Regions from separate parts of the Triticum aestivum genome. Here region 1 is linked to region 2. Evidence: chromatin contacts called from public Hi-C data. All regions are on one chromosome and are shown on one strand. Each heading gives the region's core, a stretch centred on a gene start, on an enhancer-like site or on the middle of the called end of the contact. The rest is flanking DNA. Distances are from core to core; before and after follow the strand shown. Region 1 holds the start of LOC123110986 (transcription factor APG). Region 2 has its middle 110 kb from the start of LOC123087870.

Evidence for each region. Hi-C and Micro-C count contacts between places; a contact is called where the count stands out from the background.
Region 1: a contact with region 2 is called in a Hi-C map of leaf, with 6 times the contacts expected there. The contact joins the promoter of LOC123110986 here to the enhancer-like site in region 2. A contact is called at or near these places in 3 of 5 Hi-C or Micro-C datasets (leaf and an unstated tissue) and 1 of 1 datasets of contacts at active chromatin or transcription factors (leaf).

The regions. Positions count from the first base shown.
Region 1 is chr1B:115,459,540-115,464,667 of IWGSC CS RefSeq v2.1, forward strand. LOC123110986 (transcription factor APG) reads left to right here and starts at 1,678. Exons shown (of 5, transcript XM_044531644.1): 1 at 1,678-2,141; 2 at 2,290-3,208; 3 at 3,295-3,387; 4 at 3,523-3,588; 5 at 3,677-4,343. The coding sequence starts at 2,140. The coding sequence ends at 4,105.
Region 2 is chr1B:114,812,729-114,818,030 of IWGSC CS RefSeq v2.1, forward strand. No RefSeq gene overlaps it. Among protein-coding and RNA genes, the nearest start is that of LOC123087870, 110 kb to the left of the region's middle. Within about 2 kb of position 2,868, at least 2 of the 8 cell types and tissues checked have an H3K27ac peak or open chromatin away from gene starts, as enhancers often do. A contact at or near this core is called in leaf, where this site is marked.

The DNA.
Region 1 (5,128 bases), core at 428-2,927, 650 kb after region 2:
ATGGGCAATCTGTGTCAGTCTATTGGTGTCCACTTTCATAAAGATCTTGAAACTCACATTCAAGAGACATATGGGCCTGAATTTCTCAATGAGAATTGCTTCCTCTTTCTTTGGTAGTGGTGTAATCGTGCCGAAATTTAAATGGGACAGTTGCAGATGCCCATTAAAAAGATCATGAAACATAGGCATAAGATCATCTTTCACGATATGCCAACATTTCTTATAGAATTCTGCCAGGAACCTTTTCTCAGCTAAGTCTGCTAGACCTTTGCTATTCCAAAAGACCCCTTTCATATTTCATCATGGTTTTTTTTCTTTAGTTTCACTCTCGCACTTCTACGGAACGCTGGCGTTGGATAAATCTTCCTCTTCCAGGAACTTTTAGGTTTATCTAATGCCGACACCTCCTCTACACAATTTATAGTCTATTGTATCCCCGCCTACAATGACGGGGGGCCAACTGGTTGCACAGACTCCGCATCTTCTGCGTCTCCTTCGGCATCGGAAGAAGGCATCATTCCATCACAAAAGTTCTCTAGCGTAGAGATACCCAAGTTATTAATATGAGCATCCGACATAGGCTTAACTGCCGCTAACGCGCGGATCAACTCGGAAGCTCTCTCAGCCTATAAGTCCAAAATATCTTAACTGATTTAGCAATTTCTTTCCCATTAGACCCAAGCGAGACTCCTATGTCATGTGCCTTACTAATGATGTCATGTTCAGAAAAATGCAAAATAGAGCATTGCTTATTAACCGACATACCTGTCTGAGTCTCGACGTCCCTTAGCTTGGCGGCCCTCATAGCACGTCCAAGCTGAAAGTCGGCGGCGTCCGGCTGGTCCTGAACTCGGCTGTTGACACGCCTGCCAGACAGCACCGGGTCCGGATGTCCACCAAACGCGATCACCTCCTCCGTAGTCCAGACCCGTGGTGACTGGACCGTCTCCACGAGGCCTTCAGAACTGGCAAGTACAGGTGAAGGGGAGGAGGGGGGGTCTGACGCCTCCAGAGCCTCCTCCCATATCTCCCACTGCCTGCAGACCCGCTCCAGCTAACGTCAGAGAATACGGTGTCGGAGAAGAACGCGTGGGTGAATCAATAAAATTGGGAAGAATTTCACTTCCCTGGCCTCTGCACCAACTAGGGATGCATACAGCCTTATTTAAGTATGAGTACTAAGATTTTTAATCTCGGTTATGCACCCATGCGTGAGTACCAAGAAAGTCTACTCCTCAAGAATAAATAAGGACCTAAATTCGTCTCTGTGAGGATTTAAACCTAGGTGTTGGGTTTGTACATCCAGAATAAGGTGCCGGAGAAGAACGCGTGGGTGAATCAAAAAAATTGGGAAGAATTTCACTTCCCTAGCCTCTGCACCAACTAAGGATGCATACAGCCTTATTTAAGTACGAGTACTAAGATTTTTAATCTCGGTTATGCACTTATGCGTGAGTACCAAGAAAGTCTACTCCTCAAGAATAAATAGGGACCTAAATTCGTCTTCGTGAGGATTTGAACCTAGATGTTGGGTTTGTACATCCAAACCCTCCACCAGTTGAGCTAGGCTCACTGGTGTGAAAGCTGCGGGTGAGACCCTGCACAGGTGATGGTGCAGCGCTGCATGAAAGTTTGGCTGGTAACCGACGGCCGGCCACGAGGATAGGCAGTAGGCCAGTAGCCACCGGATCGAGATCGCTGGGGTGATGGGCAGACAGTGCGGCAACAAATAGGTCGTGGTCTAGCGGCACGAGCTTCCCCCCTCTCGATCGTCGTCCCGGCTATATATTCGACGGCTCGGCGGGCGCCCCCCACTTCGACCTCCCGCTGCCCATCCCCCACCCGTGCCGCGTCCGTTGGCATCAATGGCGACGCCTCGTTAGGTGGCGCGTCGCTCTTCCTTAACTGCTCCCCCTCACACACGCGCATCGGATTCAGACGGCTCTGCTTCGAGTTGGTGCGCTACTCCTCCACCCCTCCTTCCCTGCAGCTGCAGCTCCGCTCGTGACTCGTGACGGGAAGAGGGAAGATAAAATAATACTCTGCCAACCGCGGCGAGGCGTCGGCCGTGCTACACCTGTCGCCGCAAGAGCTGGAAGATCTCCGTCGTTTATATATCGACACCTGCCGGTGCCGGGGATGTGAGTTTCTTGACGCACGGCCGCCGTGCTCTTCCTTTTCTTCTTGGTTCTTGATTCGCCGGCCACTGCTAGCTTAGCTTAGTCTGGTCTCTGGTGTGCGCGCGGGCGCGGGTACTGACGATGATGTGTGCGTGATGCTGCTGCGCAGGAGTGAGCCGGGCAACGAGCTGGAGGAGCTGCTCTGGGATAACGGACCGGCGCTCCGGCGGGCGGCATCGCCCTTCCCTCCCTTCTCCTGCAGCGCCGCCGGCACTATGAAGGCGCAGGAGCTCGCCAAGCACCCCGCGTCGGCGACGGCGATGGCGCAGGGACACGACGACGACGCCGTGCCGTGGTTGCAACATTACCCCATCATCGGCGTGGACGACGACGGCAGCGGCGGCGACACGGCCCCGCTGCCCCAGGACTACTTCTCCACCTTGTTTCCCGGTTTCTCCGAGCTCCCCGCTGCGGTGGCGAGCAGAGATGCCGGAGCGCCATCGACGTCTCACGCAGCGGTCGTCGTGCCGCCGCTGCCGGAGCCACCTGCGCCCCCCAAGCAGCAGCAGCAGGCGCCTCGATCCACCGGCGAGGGCGTCATGAACTTCTCCTTCTTCTCGAGGCCCCTGCAGCGCTCGCTGCCGCAGGCCAGCACGAGAACGTCTGCCGCGGGGAGCAAGTCCGTCGAGTCGACGCTGCTGCAGACCAACAGGCTAAGAAGCACCCCGCTGTTCTCGGAGCAGAGGACGGCGTGGCTGCAGCCGCCCAAGGAGTCGCCCGCCGCGGTATCCGCATCCCGTCCTCCGGCACCGCCGGTGCCTGTCCGGCATGCTGCAGAACCGGCTGCGGCGTTACCCCAGAGACTGCAACCGGAAGCGAGGGCTGCGGCGTTACCACCGAGATTGCAACCGGAAGTGAGGGCTGCGGCGTTACCCCAGAGATTACAATCGGAGGCGAGGGCTTCCGAGATGCCACCGCCGCCCGCAACAGCGACGACCTCGTCTGTCTGCTCCGACAACGGTGAGCGGAGCCAGCTGAAGAGGAGCAGCCACCAGACTCTGGAGTGGTCCGTCAGTCAGGACGACGAGGTAAAGCGCTGGACACATGGTTAACACCACGAACGCAGTATTGTGCTTCTTGTTTCATCAAAATCTCAAACGCAATCTGCCTGCAGGATCTCGACGACGAGGCCGGCGGGCTGAGAAGGTCGGCGGCGAGGAGCACCAAGCGCGGCCGCACCGCGGAAGTGCACAACATGTCGGAGAGGGTATGTACTAGTAGCGATCCCGAATGCACAAAATAAATAAATGTACACAGTACACCGAAGTGGCATTCTTCCGGTTGCTAAATTGGTATTCCTTCTTGGAAGATAGCTAAATTGGTGTATGAAATTGCTATGCAGAGGAGAAGGGATCGAATCAACGAGAAGATGCGCGCCCTGCAAGAACTCATCCCCAACTGCAACAAGGTACACGACACACCCAACCCTCGCAAGAAAACTCGAAAAATCTTTGACAATGAGCACAGCGTGACATCCAATGTTTGTGGTGATGAAGATTGACAAGGCGTCGATGCTGGAGGAGGCCATCGAGTACCTCAAGACCCTGCAGCTCCAGGTCCAGATGATGTCGACGATGGGGACGGCCGGGCTGTGCATGCCGCCGATGATGGCAATGCAGCACATGCAGATGCCGCCCATGGCGCACTTCCACCACCACCACCTCGGCGCCATGGGGTTCGGCATGGGCCCCTTCGACCCGCGCCTCGTCGCCGCCGCCGGCGCCGCGCAGTTCCCTTACCCGATGATGCCCGGCGCGCCCATTTTCGGCGGCCACGCGATGCCTCCCCCGCCACCGTTCCACCAGGCGGCGGTGGCGGGCGCTCACATGGCTCCCGGCCCCGTCACCAACGATGCCGCCACCGCAGCGCAGGCCGAGCACGAGCAGACACCGGGCGACCATCCGCAGGTCCCACGAACAATGTAAACTAGCTCCAACAGCGGCGGAGGTCGACCTGGCTCTGTAGCAGGCTAGGGGCGCACGCAGCAAGGCTCGGTAACTCCGAGCAGGGCTGCGGCAAAACGTAGCTGTAAAATCTTTGTGAAACTGTAAAATGGTTCACTGCTCCGGCATCTTCTCCGTGTCAGAGGATAGGCCAGGTACAGTGTCTGCTGGAGAGGATCAATGGATCAGGATCGCTTCTGCTTCCCGCTGCAATACACAATCCTGACATGTCCTACCACCATTTTTAAAGCTCTGTCCGCCGCTCATGATGCTCATCATGCTGCGGGCAGGAGTCAATCTGAAGTATAGCGAGCACTGTTCGTGCACATGCATCATGGCGCCGGTGGCAGCTTGAGCTGGCACGAGCTCGGGCAGTCCATGCCTTATCATCAGCCGCTTGTGGTGGCGTAGTCGGTCGGGGCCAACATGCTTCGATCACATCGCCCGCACGATGTTGCCCAACCGGGGAGCAGAGCAAGCCGCGCAAAGGGTTTGGATCAAGCCAACTGAAAACGTGAGAATAGAAAAAACACAAGATTAACATGACATGTTCATCTCAATCCTATCCTATAGGATTTGGCTTGTTTGATTGCATCGTAGAAGAAATGAAAGGATCCTTTTAAAGAGGTTTGAGTGAATGTTAGAAATTGAGTCAAAACCATAGGTGCATGACCTTGGCGAGAAAAGTCAGTTTGGTGTTAAAACTTGTGGCATACATTGAACCGGTGATAGAATTTGGTTTGGACATACATCTACGGTGTTAACTACGCTGGCGCTTGCCAGCATGGCGCGGCACGTGACCTGGTTTTCTTTTTTTGCAAAAATCCTCCTAGACTTCTATTTTTTGTCACGAAAAAGCCGCTTGAAGTTTTTCCTTACAAAAATGGAAGGTGTCCATTGGGCCCCACCTGTCAGGATACATTATTACAAGAAAATAATACGCAAAGTATTGCGTCGCTCGGTTCTAACAGAAGACCTGCAAGACTACAGCCGGCCGGCGAGCAG
Region 2 (5,302 bases), core at 1,618-4,117:
TCAACAAATGGACTCTTATCTAGGACTAGATGTTGCATTGGTTTCTGAATGCAAAATGTTGTCGATGGACTTTAGCAAAATATCAATTTAACATTGTTTCCGAGAAGCTAAACATGTATCAGATGAGCTAGCTAAGCATTCTTTCAGTGCTAGATCTTGGGCTGATGTAATCCCTGACTTTGTTTCTCAGTTACTTGTAAACGACATGATCATCATATGAGGAATAATGTCTATTTGTTGTAAAAACCAATATACATCTCGCTGAAGGTTTAACCGCCCACCTATAGCTACCGAGTTGGCCCATTTTCATCTTGTTTTTCTCCTTTGCTAGTTTTGATCGAGTTCACTTGTTTCATTCATATTTTTTTGTTTCAATTTTCTTTCCGTTTCCACATTTGTTTTCTTAGCTTTTCTTTGTTTTTCCACCGGTTTTATTCATTTCTTTCTTGGTTTAATTTTTTCTTTTTTCTTTTGTTTTTTCATTGTTTTTCTTTGTTGCTTTCTCCGTTTTTACTTTTTTTTCTTGATTTTCTTTCTTTTGTTTGTTTTCCTTTGGTTTTTTCGTTTCTTTCTTAGTTTTGGACATTTTTCGGCTTTTTCTTAATTTTATTTGTTTCTGTCTTGGTTTTTATTGTTTTGTTTTCTAATTTTTTATTTCGTTCTTAGTTTTCATTGGTTTTCTTAGTTTCCTTTGTTTTAACATTTGTTAGTACACATTCAACATCTTCCGGATAAATTAGGTTTGTTATATACACATTTATTTCTTTTTGAATAGGTGGTAAATAATTTTGCTATACACATCTAACTTTTTTTTCAAATGATTGATTAAAAAAATTCAAATACAAGATTAACATGTTTTCAATATATGGTCAAATAATTGTCTATGCACATTTAACATTTTTCAAATGCTTCATTAACTTTTTTTCAAATGCAAGTTTTTTTGTATACATGGTCAACTTGTTATCTATACACATTGAAAATTTTTCTAATACACATTTGACATTATTGGAATACAAGTTTAACATTTTTTAATACAAGCTCAACAATTATTTCTGTATACATTTTAATAAATTTCAAATGCTTGAATTTAAAAAATGAAATACAAGATTTTTTTTTCAAATGCTTGATTACATTTTCTAAATAGTTTTTCAAATGCTTGATTTAAAAAATACACGATCAACTTTTTTCACACAAGTTGTATATTTTGCGTGTACATTCTTTTGCATACATGAGAAACTTCTATACACATTCAACAGTTTTAAAATGCTTGCTAGATTTGTTTTATAATACATCTTTTGTTTGATTTTTTACATATTTTTGTATACAACGTTAACATTTTCTAATACTTTTTTATGGAATATTTTTCTAATACATGTATCGAGCAGGGAGCGGCCAAGACAATAGAGCTAGCGACTGTCCCGCGGCCCGCGAGCGCTATTACCGTCAACTTGACGCTTTGAGCGCCAAGTAGGGTTTCTCATTCGAAAAAGATAAAGCCGAGTAGGAACTCTCCTGTACGGGAATGAAGTTAGTTTGCGGCTGGCCCAAAACTTATGAAAGGGCACCCCGAAATCCAAAATATCTCTGCTTGAAATCGTATCTGTTGTTTTTTTTTTCGGATTATCCTTTCTGTAGTTCAAGTGGAGCTTTCATCTTAGGATGACCTAAAACTCTTGAAAAGGCTCCCAAGAAAATCCCAAATACCTCTGCTCAAAATCTCCTAAATAAGAATCTCAAGTTCAACCAGAGCTTCCATCAAATCTGTCATGCGGAGATGTAGTTTACCACCCTAGATGTTCACTGTTCTTAAAGACCTTTTCTCCGGCTCAGAAAAGCATCACCCCTTGTGGTTGGCAAATCCTCTAGCCTGCTCCAACATAATGGCTTCCCTGACCCCGCAAGAAAAGATGTCACGGCACATCGCAGCGGAACTTACGCTGCACCGATCTCCATGATTAAGGTGGACACGCATGCAGATGCAGCAACACACGGGCTTCGGATGGGACAAGCGGTACAGCAGCCCGTACATGAGGACAAAGAGTTGTGGGCGCCGGCTTTGGCTTTGCGCGTCGACGGAGGGGACGACAGGTATCGGTGGTCCGGCGAGGCCGCGTGGCCCCGGTGGGCACGTGAAGGTGAAGCTCGCCGGCAACGAGCGGCCGTCGCCGCGCCACGCCGCCGCCTCCAGGACGATGCGAATCAAAAGCTAACGATCTATCTACGCTTGTACGGACTACGTATCCGCGTTCAGCGTGGGGGGATCCGCGAAGAATCTAAAGCTGCGAGACCCATAGTTGTACGTCTTTGCTACATTTCCTTTTGGTTCTGTTTTTGACTTTTGCAAGACAAGAAATTGTTGTGTGCATGCATGAATGCATGGTATAGCGCTATATAGATATGGTCCACGTACCAAATGTCTAGAAGATATACCGACTTACGGTTGCCCTAAAATTCTTCGACGTAGTAAATTCAAGTAGCATACCAAATGCATGCAGTGAATGCTTGAAGCGTGGCATATCTACTAGCATACAGGAGTATCTTCTTCGCCTCTCTTTGTCGATGTCTCATCTAATGCTTCACGAGGCATTTGGCTCTACTCCTAGTGGCATGTGGAAGAGAGGAGTAGACGTGTCGTCCCAGCAATGGGGAGCCAAAAATTCGTCCGTCATTTTCGATCCAAGAATTTTAGTACACAACAGGGGTGGATCGTTATTCCATTTATGACTCCCAGCGGCCCATCCAAATCACGTAACTTTCTCACGTATCACGGCGACGCCAGCAAGGCAGCAAGCACCACCAGAGACAATATGCATGGCGCCCTCAAGCATGCATCCATTCACGGCCGTCGCCGTCGTACGGAATGCTCGCTCGCGCCGGTCGTTCCGGCCACGTACCTCCCCCGCCCACCCTGGGTTTCGCGGCAGCGGATGCGTTAGTGGTTAGTCCCCATCGCCGGCCCGCCGCGCGTACGTGTCCCCCGCTCGCACCACGCACGCCGGCGGCAGATTCCTGGCTGCGCGTATGTGGGTACATGCGTGATGAACTGATGCGTCGATCACCATCTTCTTTTACTCCGTCCGCAAGCCTATGTCGCCGTCGGCCGCCGGGGTCAAGTTTGTGCATGCTGGCGGTGCGCCGCAACGATCGATACAGACCTGCCGCTTAATTTCGCGCGCGTCTACGCTCCCACGTGAAGTCACACGCGCCGCACGTGCCAGCCCTCATGGGAGCTGACTTTTTCCGATAGTAGAGAAGCCTAAATCATCATCTATGATGGATGAATGAATGCGTTGGGTGTAATTTTTCCTTTTTCGAGTTTGGCGTGATTTCAATATTGTAGGATGAAGTGAAGAAAGATCAAATAATAATGGTGAATGTGGAAAATGGATCATGTTCTTCAGTTGCATTATTGAGAACAATAATTTTCTTTTGCGAGCAGAGAACAGTAATTTGATTGAGCTAGATCTCATAAACATGATGTTTACATGGTCTAATGATCATGAAAATCCTGTATATGAGAAGCTTGGTAGGATTCTTGTGAGCCCTGAGCGGGATTTACATTATCCTATGTTCACAGTCAAAGGCTTGGAGTGAGATATATCTGGCCATACCTCCATTCTAGTGGCTTCTGGTCTGGTTTTCGTTACACATCATCTTTTTAAATTTCAGATGTGCTGGTTCTGAAGAGAGGATTTGAAGTGAGTTGTTCAGCATGTGTGGAATCTTCCTTATAAAGGACATAACCATCTAGATGAGTGGCAGTGGAGGATGAGGACTTTGAGAAGGAAGCTAAAAGGATGGAATGTTGTTTTTGTAGCGCATAAAATAGAAAAAGGATAACCTACTTAGAGAGTCAGCTTTGTGGTGTTTTGCAGAGTACCCATCAACTGTATTGTAACGTATGTGGCCTTCAGTTACAAGATGGACACATGGCAAAGATTCTACCCCGGTCTAGGCCCTTGTAATTCAAGTAATAGCACCAATCTTGCTTATATGGAATTATTTCAAAGAGCAATATATCAGCAAGAACAACTGGGGGTCCAGCTACTTCGATATGAGGTCGCTTGGCCTCCGTCTTCGGGTCTCGCATATTTATACTCGGCCTTAGTCGGTTCGCCTATCCTCCGTCTTGATCTTCTTGCCTTGGACAGCTCAGCTCAGGCTCCTCTCCATATTGCAGTTGAAAACTTTTCCTTTTGGGAGGTCGGGTGAGGGGGGGGGGGGGGGGTAGTCGTTTCAGGAAGTAACATAGTTGACTAGGGATCCCTCATGTGCTTTGGGTCTTAAACCCGACGACCCACTAGGGTGTGTGTGGCCGGCACATCATGGGGCCAAAACCCTCATCTAGTTGACAAGATTAATGCCTTGGCTTTTTATGTGGTTTGGATGCTCAAGAAATCCAATAGAGGAATCTCTAGAGGATGAGCTTAAAAACATGAAATAGGATGACACCAAAGGATGAAAAGAACTAAGGAAAAAGACCTTAAGCCGGGTGATAGCAACTCTAGATATTTCATGAGTAAGGCAAGTGGAAGGATGAAATAAAATTCAATTATGTCTCTTGGGGATGGGAATAACTGAGTTGAGGGGCAAGAGGCTCTGACGCAACATATACCTGGATACTATGAATAGTTATTTGATGCATCATTTGATTGCTCTATTTCAACTAATTTCCCTTTTGCTCAGACTATAGACCCTAAGATAAATCAAATCTTCTTGGCTGAGTACTCCTGGGAGGATATAGAAAATCTTATCTTCTCCATGGATCATAACAAGGGTCTTGCCTGTGATGTATCTCGGTTGGGTTTTATCAACACTTTGAGATATTTATAAATATTCCCTCAAAGGTTTGTTTGATGATTCCTACGATACAAAACCCGAGGAACACAAATTTAATTACAGAGTAATTTCCTTGATTCTTAATGTCTCAAGAGCTTAAAATTGACAACAGTTCAAACAAATATGTCTATTGAATGCTAATTTTAAGAGCAATCCTAGCAGAATTTCCATATCAGCCTCCACAATGCATATGGAGCGCGCTCCAAAATAATATGGAGGTTGCCAAAGCAATCCATAGAGTCAGAGTCGCCATATTGGCAGCCTTCATACCGTGGGGCCCACTCATCGGTGCAACATTTTCCCTAATCTTCCTTCCATCCTCACCGTGTAGCGGTGGACAACATATGTTTACTTCTTACCAACGGTTTTGCTGGATCGAGTGCACTCCAAAAGTTGTCCATGAAACGCCAAATGGAGGCTGGGATGCCATGTATGGAGGGTGCTCCATAATGCATTGAAGGAA